Regions from separate parts of the Arachis hypogaea genome. Here region 2 is linked to region 1. Evidence: chromatin contacts called from public Hi-C data. All regions are on one chromosome and are shown on one strand. The core of a region is the stretch at or near the end of the contact, and the rest is flanking DNA. Distances in the headings are between cores, read along the strand shown.

Region 1 (6,962 bases), core at 4,381-6,880:
ATGATAAACATTCAATTAGCAAAAAAATTATTTCTGCATGCAAGAGGACCCAACTGAACACACTAATAATCAAGTGAATGAAAATGACCAACTCCACTAAATTGAACACCATTCATGTTCTGAATAAAACGTGATAAACATCCAATCATCAAGAAAAATATTTTTGCATGCCAAAGGACCCAACTGAAGATACTAACAATCAAGTGGATGAAAATGGCCAACTCCACTGAACCGAACGCTATTCATGTGTTGAATAAAATGTGATATACATTCAATCATCAAGAAAAATATTTCTGCATGCAAAAGGACCCAACTGAACACACGAACAATCAAGTGAATGAAAATCACCAAGCCCACTGAATAGAACACCATTCATGTTGTGAATAAAATGTGATAAATATTCAATTAACAACAAAAGCATTTCTGCATGCAAAAGAACTCAACTGAACACACTAACAATCAAGTGAATCAAAATGGCCAACTCCACTTAACTAAATGAATATAAGAACACATTTCCATTCCTATGTCCTAGTTACGCAAAAAAAAATTTGATTCAGAATAAGTCGATCTACTAAACGGAACAACTCAATCCAGTAAACCTAAAATGCAACTAGGAAAAATGCGAGATTGCGAGATTTTAAATGAACAGTAATTTTTCTCATACCTTTCGCAGTCGCTGTTCTTGTTTTTGTTTGTTTTTGCTTCTTCCTTTCGAAATCTTATCGTGATTCTTCTCCAGTAGTGATTTTCGTAGAGAATACGAGTGAAGTTTGAGAGATTTTGAGAATGATTCGAAGTTTTTCGGTTGCGGTTTCAAGGTTGAAGAAGGAACATTTTTTCATAATGAAGTGCGAATGAATATTAATGTTTTGGGGGAGGGGGTTTGGAGAGCATGTAATACACGCTCATTTAATGGTATTTGATTTTTTTTTTATGTTGGGTCAACTTGAATGAATTTTTTTTTCTTTTTGACATTTTTGAATGTCTAACAATCGCATTATAAAGTAAGCAAAACCGTTATCATAGAGTATAAAACGGTGATCATAATTTATTCTACAATTAATCATTTTAAACAAATGTAAAGAGTGAAATATGAATATAGAAAAACCAATGTATTTTAAAAATATGAATATTTAAGAGAGTTTTTTTATTGAAGAGTAAAATAAGATAAAGAGTAATTTTAGTTAAATCTTTTAACAAGATGTACATTGCATATGATATCTTTACTTTTTTTTAATATTTTTTATTTAAAAAAAATCTTCATTCTTTACCACAACACTACCTTATCTAAATTAAAGGCCAAAATACAGTTGTTTAATTTTGTGAGTGATGCATGCTTCCCATGAAGATAGAAAGCAAGGGAAGTGACAAAATGTGCTAAAATGGATTTTGTGTGAAGCCCTAGTTCAATTTACAATTATGAAACTCAAGAACCAATTTGATTAATTTTAACATTTAGAAACTAGAATAATTAACGTGAAAATTTAGTGACAAAATTGATTGTTATCTTTAAACAGATTTGTTCATATGTATGGAACTTAACAATTAAACATAATAGAAATCCCATAATATAATAATGAACGATATCCAAATAGATAGATGTGGCTGACACAAATTGTTTGACTTCGCCTTAAGATGACAAAAGCAAGAAAATTAGGCGATCTAATTTTGGAGGGGTCTAGGTAATCATAAATTAAATTCATAGCTTTCTTTATTGAAATGATTGGGAATACAGTTTGGCCTTAACTGGAATCATCATCATGTGACTCCTATGTACTACGTTGAATATCTTTCTTTTATTTAGAAGATAGCTAAGATACTTTGCCACTGAATATTGAATATTGAATATTGAATATTGAACTAAAAGGCCACCGACTAATAAATAACGTAACATTGTACCTCTAAATAAATCCCCAATAATAATTATATGTCTTTGGCTCGGCATTATTTAATTAATGAAGTTGAAATAAAAGTCTTGTTAATGAACAAAGCAGAACACAAAGGGCATCTAAATTTTAAATTGCATGAAAATTAAAACGAAAATTATTATGTAACTGTGGAAGAATGATATATTAAACTTATATATAGCAATCTAGTTTCATCCTTAGCTTCCTTCCACCTCTCTGACCAGTGTTATTTTGTCTCCTATATATAAATCTAGATGTGTGGTCCAACTTCAATTAATCAATGTGCACTGTGCAACAGAGAGCCAAAAGTTAAAACTAAATATAATGAAGCTTTTAGCTTTTTGTCCTGTTACCTTTGATTTTTTCCTTTAAATAATAAAAACAAAACTATTGACTAAATATTTTGCATTGGTGACTTTCTCATTTATTGACTAAATATTTTTTTCATAGTTCATCATGTCAACAGGTCAAGGGTCTTTTCTTTTCTTCTTTTTTTTTTTTCCATACCAGCAAGCTAAGGGTCTTATTCTACTATCATTAGAAACAGATTTTCACTATGAATCAATTTTGAGTAATCATTCAACTCGGCGTCTCATAATTTTAAAAGTAGATATTTTAGTTTTTAAAAGAACTAATATATAAAAATTAATTTTTAAAGTTTTATTTTAATAAATAAATTAGTCTCTAATTTATTTTTAAACAAGAATAATTATTTAAATCAATTTTTAAGAATGTTAAAAGCGAATATTTTAGTTTTTAAAAAAATTAATATACAGATCATTTTTTAACATTTTTTTGTTAGACATAACAGTCTTCTGTCTATTTTACTTTTATTATATATCAACTTTTATTATTATTAATTTAGCTTTGTATATGTAGAGGATGACACTAACATATTAATACACTCTTTTCGTTAAAAACAAGTAAGATGAATAATAATGCTTTGAAATCTAAATTAAAATATTTTCTTTTAATACAAATATATTTTTTAAAATAGAACATCTTTAGATTATACTAAATATAAAAACATCAAATAGTTTTAACTTTGAATTTCTTCTAGAATAATTTTTAATAATAATAATAATAATAATAATAATAATAATAATAATAATAATAATAATAATAATAATAATATTATTATTATTATTATTATTATTATTATTATTATTATTATCATAAATTAAATACATACATAAGAATCTAATGAATAAATTTATTATTTTGTCCAAAAAATACAAAAAATTATGGTACAATATTATTGTGTAATTAATAATAATAATAATAATCATTTTATTTTATTTTTTTTGACAGAGGACTATTATGTCTAATAGAAAAAAATATTGTTGTGTATTAATTTTTTTGGAAACTAAAATGTCTGCTTTTAAATTTTTTGGAACTGATCTGAGTAATTATTCTGCTAAAAAATAAACTTAGAATTAATTTGTCTGTCGGAGTAAAACTTTAAAAATATTTGTATGTATTAATTTTTTTTAAAACTAAAATATCCATTTTTAAAATTCTTGAAAACTAATTTAGATAATTACTCATGAATTTTTCAATTACATTTACATCCACATAATAGTTAATATAATATAAAATTGAAATAATTAGCATATGGTGGGAAAAAAAGTGGTAAATATTCCTTTCTTTTCTTAATTAGCAAATTTAAATTCAAATTTCAAATGTTAAGCAACTATATTAAAAAGTCACGCTTTCTACAAAATCAATATATATATATATATATATATATATATATATATATATATATATATATATATATATATCATTAAATTACCCATTATATATAAAAATACAGGGATAAGTATGATTTTGGTCCCTAACGTAGGAGCCAAAAATTATTTTGTCTCTAATCTTTTTTTTTGCAATAAAATGGTCCCAAATGTTCAGTTTATTTTAAAATCGTCCTTTGCGTCCAAAAATAATTTTTTAAGACCAAAATGTCCCTATTAGTTGCTATTCCTTCTCGCGAAATCATTTTGCCTTCCCCAAGCAAGGCATTGTCTGAGAATAGGATTGCAGAATGAAACGATTGTGTGAAACCCTTGGAAGGCCTTCCTGCAAGGACTGTTCGACGTTGGTAGCTCGAGCGAGGTTGCCGGGAAACTTCCTGCATTGTTGACTTGGCTTCGTTCCTACAGAAAGCCTTTGGCAAGGTAAGCATTATTTGAATGCAATTTCTCCTTTGTTGATGGACGTAACCGGTTTAGGGTTTAATGTGGATCGTGCGAAGGTGTGTGGAAGGCTAGGGTTTGAACTGATTGTAGTAGTTGTTGTTGTTAGTTGGTTTACTAACGCCCTGTGTTGATTAATAGGGTTGTTTGGGAAGGAGATGGCGCTCTTCAACGTGAGGGTGCACCATAGTGGGGTATTTGAATATGAGAATGGTGTGTTCAAGTACTTGAAGGGTCAATCTACAGTCGTGGAAGACATTGACGGCGATTGGTGGAGTGTGTTTGAGGCATACGAGGAGCTGAGGCAGCTTGGATACTTGAAGTCCACCATCGCCGCGTTATGGTACAAAGACCTAACTGCGGATGATTATGAGAGTCAGTTGAAGCTGTTGACAGGTGACACAGAGGCAATTGAAATGTATACCATAGCAGGGAGGAGAGGCTTTGTTGATCTGTTTGTGGTGCATGAGGTTGGGGATGCCGAGGGGTTTTCGGAGGTCGGTTTTCTGGACGTGGGGGGAGAAACTGTAGGCGGCGAGAGTGAGGAACCTTAAGGTGGTGGTCTGGATTTAGTGGTGTTCGAAGGGAACGTACAAAAGACTGATAGAGCTGGGGTTGCGGCTGAAGCCGAATGCCAGAATAAGGACGGTGGAGTGGAATTAGGCCAAGAGGGACATGAGGCGGATAGTGACCATGATACCAGTGGCAAAGACAGTGATGACCCAACATACTTGCCATCTAATGAAGAGGAAAATAGTGTCGAAGACATCCATTTCACTGACAGTGATGAGGTCTACGACTATGAAAGTGGATTCGGTGAAGATAATATTGTGCCGAAGGATTCTAATGCGGGGAAGGGCAAAAAGGTTGTCACAAGTGATTTGAATTATGACGATGCAGTTGACAGTGATGAATTGAAGCATGACCATGTAATTGGAGGACAAGAGTCGGGTGCTGATGATGGAGAGGACGCTGCTGAAGGTGAGGGGCAGAGGTTTCCAGTGCATAAGTCTCAAAAGGACATGGGAAAGTACCAATGGAAGGTGGGCACATTGTATGAATCTCGGCAAGAGTTTAAGGATACAATGGTGGCCTATGCAGTCCACACATCTAGGAACATTAAATTCAAGAAGTGTGACTTGGTGAGGGTCCGGGCTGTTTGTCAGAAAGGCTACCCCTTTTGGTTATATGCACACAGGGTCGGTGAGGAATCCACTTGGCAACTAAGAAGCATGAATCTCCAACATACCTGCAGGCAGACACACCGGATTGGAATTATGCATAGCAAGTGGTTGGGTAGCCAGTTTAAGAAGAAAGTTGTATCCAACCCAAGGATCAAGGTGAAGGAGCTGGTTGCAAGGGCTCACAAAAAATGCCTGACCGTTACGAAGGCAATGGCAGCTAAGACAAAACAGGAGGCTTTGAGTCAGATACAAGGAGACTTTAGGGAGTAGTACAAATAGGTTCTGTGTCAGGCATCTCTACAGCAACTTCAGGAAGAAGTTTCCTGGTTTAGAGCTGAAGAACAAGATGTGGAGGTGTGTTAAAGCAAATCATTGGCAGAGCTGGGAGAAGAAGATGAAATCTTTGCGAGGTCTGAATGAGGAAGCATTTCGACATCTGAATGGCATTCCACCAAGGTTCTGGTCAAGGTCCAGGTTTACTTTCCTATCTAAATGTGACAGTCTTGTTAATAATATGAGTGAGAGTTTCAATGTTGTCTTAATAGAAGCAAGAGAGAAACCTATTGTGACCATGTTAGAGGATATTAGGGTGTATATGATGACTAGATGGGCTGCAAATAGGGAATGGGTTCTTAATTATCCAGGAAACATTATGCCAATGATTAGAAAGAAATTAGAGAAACGGAAAAGCTTAGCTAGGGACTGGAGGCCATACTGGTCAGCTGCTAGTAAGTACGAGGTTATGTGTGGTCTAGATAAATATGTTGTGGATCTGGCTGCTGGTGAATGTTCTTGCAGAAAATGGCAAATGAGTGGGATTCCTTGTCCTCATGCCATCAGCTGCATCACCTTCAAGGGCCTTGATTTGGAGTCATATGTGGATGACTACTACAAGAAGGAGGCCTACCTGAGGTGCTACCGGGAGGTCATACACCCTGTAAACGGCCCGGAGCTATGGGAGAGGACTCAATATAATGATGTCATCCCATCTCCATACAGGAGGCCAAGCCACAGACCGGTGAAGAAGAGGAAGCGAGGGCCTACAGATGAAGACAACAGAAGCCAGACTCATCTGTCACGGAGGGGACAAGTCCAAAGATGCTCCAATTGTAGTGGAGTGGGACACAAGAAAAGCGGCTGCACCAAGTCTAAGAAGAGGGTTTGTGACATGCTGTTCTAGGGTTCACTTACCATTGTGATTGTCATAAATTTAATTTGACTACTATATGATATGTGTTTAACTATCTCTATGATTTATATTTTGTTTATAGGCCCAAACTTCAACTAAATGAGCTAAGAAGGATACACCTAAACTGGCACCTGGTCAGACAGTTTGGGGAGGAAGAAAGAGAAAGACCACACCATCACCAACCAACCTGCCAACATCTCAGCCTAGGAAAACCCCCCCTCCAAGGCCCAAGAAAAGTGTAGCCCGGCCCACCACACAAGCACCTCAGCCCAAGAAAGCTTCCACTCAGCCCAACATCTTGGCCCACCCCAAGAACAAGGCTGTATTAGCTGCAACCTCCACCAGCAACAAACAGCCCCTTAGCCAGCCATCTGTGAGGAAGAGACAATTTTCTATCCTTCAAAGCAGTGCACCTCATGTACCCCTACAGAAGTTGAAGTTGATGGCCAAATTACCTCCATCTTAATGGGAAAATCTTTAGGATTTGCAT
Region 2 (6,453 bases), core at 2,941-5,440, 280 kb before region 1:
TATATATATATATTTTGTTATATGTGGTTGTTTTTTGATTTTTTACAAGTTGCGAAAAACAGACTTTATTTTTTCATCGTTTTTATATTACTCCAGACAACCATTTTAATAAATTACACCGATTAAAAAGCTATTTAAAAATCAGTTTCGGACTTTAGCGGTGTATTTATTTAAAAAAATAAAATAAGAAAGATTAGGGTTTACTTTATATCTTTTCTTTAAAACATTGACTTTGTTGCTTATATAAGAAGGTATGAAGATGAGCTATGCTATCAATCGGAAAAGATCATAAAGGCCTGTCCTCTAGAGCACATCAATAAGAGTCATAGACTCATAGTTATTAAGAGGTGGTAGAGATGGTGAGGAATCTATGGAGAGAAGTGAACAACTTGGAATATGCAACTCAAAATGGTTTCTTTGGTAATAATGCATATTCAATATTGTGGGTGATGTTGTTTGCCTTGTGCATCATTTCAGCTATGATCTTTTCTTGTGCTGATGGTGTCTCAAAAGATAGAACAGCTGCAGCAGCAGATCCGGAACCTTATGGAGCCGGATGCGGCGCCGAATGCGGCGCAGGCTGCGGTGCATGAGAAGAAGAGAAGAGAAGAGAACTTACTTCAATATTCTTCCACAAATCTATACGGATCACACAGAATCCTCACATTGAAGTGGATTTTTAGTATTATTGTACAATGTTAATTAGTTTCTTATTACATTATGAGCAGCTTATTGCTATAAGGTAAATGAGTCTTAGGAATAAATGCCACTAATAATGTTAATTAAGGAGAAGAGTTTTTGCAATGTCTAGTTGAGTTAGAAACATTTTGATCCAATCAGAAGTTCAAAGTTACACCCTTTTTTTTAGTTGACAATCTATCCTTGGCAATGCAAGTTGGCATCATGTTGCTTGTTTCTCTAAGACATTGATCTTTTATTTCCTAATCAATTAAGTGCAAGCTTGCTTAAGGAATATATATATGTGCATAATAATGGAGTATTCATTATTCAATAGTTTTTTTAATACGATGTTATTTAAAAATATAAAACAAATTAATTAAAATTATAGCATCACATTTTTGTAACTTATCTTAAAACAACACGCTTAGTTTATATACTAATAATTCTCCATCCTACCTCTCCCTCCAAAATGGAAAAAAAAAAAAGTTCTTAGTTTATAAACAAATATTCATGAATAATTTGTATATCATTATGTTTCTGAAAAAAACATGCACAATGGAAAATAGAAAGTAAAGATCTTATGTGCGGTTATTTAAAAGAATATTTCATCCGATGTTTAAAAGTCAAGATGGCCGAGTTGGTCTAAGGCGCCAGTTTCAGGTACTGGTCCGAAAGGGCATGGGTTCGAATCCCATTCTTGACATTTTTCTTTTTCTTAGTTTAAACAAAAAGTTTAATACCCAGAATATTTTAAACATGTAGATCATTAATCTTCAACAAAGCTATCACCATACATGTCTTCGAACAACGTTTTATTCTTTTTGGACTGTATCTTATATTCAATATACCTACGTCAACTAATAAATGGAAAAATCATTAGATTATTCTTGCACTAAAAAAATGAAGGTGCACTAAGCAAAATGAAATCTGTTTATTTAACATAGTTACCTTAGTTCTTTCATACTGTTTTGCATAATGCATATCAAACTATCTCTAAATAAAATACTTGTAATCTAACCACAAGAAATAGTTACCGTTACTGGCTTTAATTTCTAGTAAACTATGTTCCATGAATACTAGCCTTAACCTTACCAGACGCGACATCAGAATCAATGTCGGAAAAGGAAGAATACTCGGCGAAAACCCTTCTCTTTGTTCCACAAGAAGAAGCCCACCGCCAAACATGCTGTAGCGCTTTGTGACAGAATCTGCATGGTATCTTGATGCAGCAGCAACACACAGCTGCCAGTGGACAACACACACAAAGAAAGCAACAGCTACACAGGAATTCAATCAATTTTTCTTTGGGTTTGATGCCTTCTTCTTCTTGTTTCTTGGGGTTGGCATGGCTTGCATGATGATCAACAGAGTCATGGCTCTGCCTCCTCCTGTTGAGAAATGTAAACCTTTTTCTCTTTTCTTGAAGGGCAAGTTTGCTACCCATCTTTGCTTAAAGGCATGAATTCACCATCAAATGTAATTGAAAATGATGCACTTCGTGACTTCGATGAAGCACCTGCATGTAAATCTTGTGTGCATAAGGTTTATGATTTGATTTTTCAGTTGTTGTGTCCTTCAGACCTTCACCATCTCCCTTTTTCATCAGATACGAATCTTTGTTTCCAAGGATGCTTTTCACATTCCAATTTAGCATACTGTAAAGTCTAAGTAAGTGGAGAGATTAGAGGCAAAAGTGGAACAAAAAATTCTTTTGCTTCCTATTCTATCCATTCGATTCTTGACACCAATAGATGTTGTGCACAGTGCACACAATTTAAAAATTGAGTGTGTGAAACAGAGAATCGAATGCTTTACGTCCTGTGCAGAGTTTCTGGGACCAGATCTTTGGGGTCCAAAGATTTTGCAGAATTCACTTGTTTACTCTATGGTGCAGATTCTTCACTTTTACTATTTATAAACAATATTCTGAAACTATTGAAAATTAAGTTATTCAATTCAAGGAAGATCAACGCAAGGCTGCAGAAGGAGGATGACCTCAAACAGAAGCAAGGCATCTTCAATTCTGCATCGTTAATTTCACACCACACCACACCATACCATAGCAGAACCACAATTCAAGCATGCTTTTCTTCATTTTTTTTTTACATGGATATTATATATTATATCGTGGATCCGTTACCCCTTTTCCCTAAAGACATCTTATAGGTTGTAGCTAAATGAGTAATTGGTTCAATATTAAGTATCGTATTAGTAGAATCAGGATATAGTTATAGGAAGATTACACAATAAAGGACAAATCATAATCATATAACAAAAGAGAAGATTTTTTGTGGCTGATTTGCAAAATGAATAAAATGACACAACTCTATCTTGTATATTTTCATTGTTGAGACAAATCAAAAGGTTCCAAACTTTTCCATCAATGTAGCACTGAAACGGTGAAACCCTTATTTGTTGTAACTCTTATACAACATTCAATCCACGGTTGACTTGAAAATGTTGAGTGCCATTGGCAATAGAAAGCTCATTCATTCATTTACCATCATCATCAATGTCACTACTTTCCTCCCAATCAGAATAATCATCATCTTCATCTTCATCTTCAACTTCTGAATCTGTCCCCTTCCCCAAAATGTCCCTCATCAACTCTGGGTCATCCTCTATAGGCTTGCCGGCTAAAGACCTCTGCAGTATAGCCTCAAACAAAGAAGGTATAGCCTCGTCATCACCCTCTCGAAGCCTTGCCACACGCCTCTTCAGCTCTTCAACCCCACAACAAAACAAAACAAAAAGACTAAAACTTTCAGCTTATATACAACAATACTCAAAAGATCAAAAAGAACTTCATCCCTGCATATAATTTAGCTCCCATATATAGTCATACTCATACAAATCAAACCTGTTCAAAACTTCGTATAAGATACAATGAACTTCTCTTTTCCAAATAATATTTACTGTAAATATATATATTAGATACTTACTTTCAGTGAGGCATTATATCAAACACCTGAAGCACACGCATAAAAAAGAACGAAATTTAATCTTAAAATGGGGGAATCCCAAGATGAGTTTAGCAGTGTTACCTTCGTTGCTAATGTCCTCGACATCGATGGGATCGTTCTTGTTGTGGGTGTGAGAGAAATTAGGTTGATCCGAAACGGTGTTTCTGGAACTAGAAGAGAAGAACCTGGTGCATAGTGCGGTTGAAGCGGCTAAGGAAAGAGAGAAGGATGATGAAGGAGGAGTCGCATTGAAAGGAGAAAGACGAAGATGGCGCGTGAACAGAGACAAGTTTCTGAACAGTGCTCCCTTCATGGCTGTTTCAGAACAGAACAGAGGAACTTGCACAGAAAAGTTAATTAAATTTAAAGATTAACTACCTCCAATATTAAAAATAATAAATTAATGAACAATAAAATTATTTGTACGTTTTTAAAGAATAACAAATATTCATTAATAGTAATATATAGTTTATGGGCTCATTTTTTTTTTTGGTTATGAAATGAATGTTGGTGTTGTTCAATGAAATGGATATATGAATAAATTTTTCTCTACTATGATGTCAGGCTTAAAACATAAGCTACGATTTATTTTTGGCTCATTATTTTTTTTTTTGGTTCAGAAAACAAAATAAACGCAGGCTGCGTTTTGTGTTTTGCATAGTTTTCAATTTTTTTTATTTTGTTTTAGCCCAAACACAGCCTGTGTTTTGTGATGGGCAGTATTTTTTTTTTTGTAATAACAAAACATAGCTTGTGTTTTGTGTTGTATACTTGTATGTCAGCTTTTTTTTGGAAAATGCAAAACGCAGGCTGTGTTTTTTGTGGTGTCAGATTATTTTTTTGGAAAACAAAAGATACAGGTTGTGTTTTGTGAAAAAAAATATTTTAATCAAGAGGCCTCTCTATAAATACGAAACAATGCTCGCCCAAATGGCCTCACTCCACTTCTACTCATCATATTCTTCTTTCTTGTACATATATTGTAGTTCTTAGTTTTTTTGGCAGTTAGGTGTGTCAAAAAAGTCGAATTAGGTGAGGTTGAAGTTATGGAAAATATTGCAAATTTGCGAGTACATTATAACGATGAGGTTATATCAAACTTACATGAAGGAATGACTTTTGTTTGTGAATGTTCGTTGTCATTTGCTATTCCATGTACCATGAGTTTTGTCGAGTTGCAAAATAGGCTTTGTAATAACATTCAAAGCCACATTTTGAAAAGGTTGAGCGATCTTTTATACAGAAGTCATGTGCAAGTATTTGGTGGGCTAATACAGTTTCAAATAATGCCCATCACTGATGATGCCAGTATACAGCAGATGTTGTGTATTTATCAACAAACCCAATCTCACGTGCCGATGATAGAGCTGTACGTTGAGTTTGAACAACAGTCAGGTTGGGTGCGGTCGGCGAGGAGGTCAATGTTGATGAGCTCGAAGATATAGATTGGGAAGAAGATAATAATGACAGTGAATAGGAATTCAAAGCTAACTATGAAGTCGATGACAAAAACGATGGCGGAGACTTGGCAGGCAATCCGGCGGTGCAAAATAAAGCGAATGCGATTGTAAGTCAGCACCCGTTTGGTGTTCCGTCTTTTATGCGGACTCTAGATCTCGAAGTCATGCATGCCCCGGAAATTCCTGAGTATGCGAATACGGGTATGTTATGATTATTAACTCAAGTTTCCTATAGTGCTTATTTTATTTGCCTTGTCTGACTGATGGTTGTGCGCATGTCGTAGGTGAAGGCAACGCTGCGGCGAAGGATGGCGAGTTTAGTGTCGGAATGGAATTTGGTTCGAGAGAGTCGGTGATATCTGCAATCAAAAGCTACAATATCTCTAGAGGAGTTTATTACACTGTGTATGAGTCTAAGCCGCAGACATTCTATGCGAAATGCAAGGGGTATGGTGCAGGGTGCGACTGGCTTAACCGAGCTAGCTTGATTCGAAAAAAAGCTTGTTGGGAGATCAGAAGATACAATGGCAAGCACATGTGCACCGTGGGCACGATTTCACAAGATCATGCGAAGTTGGACTCAAACACAATTACAGATTCCATTAGGCCATTGGTCGAAGCAGACCCCTCGATAAAGGTGAAGTCTGTTATTTTTCAGAAGTTCAATCCAGGTTCAACCACACTGTGAGTTACCACAAGGCTTGGTTGGCAAAGCAGAAAGTTGTCGCAAAAGTTTTCGGTGATTGGGAAGTTTCTTACCAGACTCTGCCAGTATGGTTGAAAGTAATGACGGTGAAGATGCCAAGGTCTCGTGTTCAAATTAAAACGCTCCCCGTTTACCGTGAGAGTGAGGAGGTTCAAGGTGTAAGAGTTCTGCACCGCGTTTTTTGGAGCTTCTATCCGTGTATTGTAGCATTCAGACACTGCAAGCCACTGGTGCAGGTTGATGGCACGCACTTGTACGGAAAATATAAAGGTGCACTGCTGGTAGTGGTTGCACAAGATGGGAATAAAAACATTGTGCCTATTGCATTTGCGATAGTCGAGGGTGAGACGGCAGACGCATGGGAGTTTTCGATGGTGTGGGTATTATTTCTGACCGCCATACCTCCATCGACGCTGCAATAGCTCACAGTAACAGTGCATGGTCACCACCAAGGATGTGGCACATGTACTGCATCAGGCACATCGGGTCAAACTTCTTAAGGAGGTTCAAGGCTCCATATTTGCATAAACTCGTGGTGAACACAGGTATTTCAACTCGCTGTTACAGTTCTATACGGTTGCCATATAGAACTGTACATTAGTTACCAAGAGGCCGATTAGAAAAATTATTCTTCTGAATAAAA

What was found. A called contact is a pair of places that touch in the nucleus more often than the background predicts.
Region 2: a Hi-C map of leaf shows a contact between it and region 1, with 3 times the contacts expected there. The contact joins the promoter of LOC112751069 here to the promoter of LOC114925377 in region 1. A contact is called at or near these places in 4 of 8 Hi-C or Micro-C datasets (leaf and an unstated tissue).

Annotation. Positions count from the first base shown.
Region 1 is chr15:143,771,965-143,778,926 of arahy.Tifrunner.gnm2.J5K5, reverse strand. It overlaps LOC114925377, which reads left to right and starts at 5,630. Exons shown (of 1, transcript XM_029292998.1): 1 at 5,630-6,463. The coding sequence starts at 5,630. The coding sequence ends at 6,463.
Region 2 is chr15:144,054,326-144,060,778 of arahy.Tifrunner.gnm2.J5K5, reverse strand. LOC112751069 reads right to left here and starts at 4,190. Exons shown (of 2, transcript XM_025800065.2): 1 at 3,726-4,190; 2 at 2,867-3,404. The coding sequence starts at 3,957. The coding sequence ends at 3,175. It overlaps TRNAL-CAG (transfer RNA leucine (anticodon CAG)), which reads left to right and starts at 1,304; the gene lies at 1,304-1,384.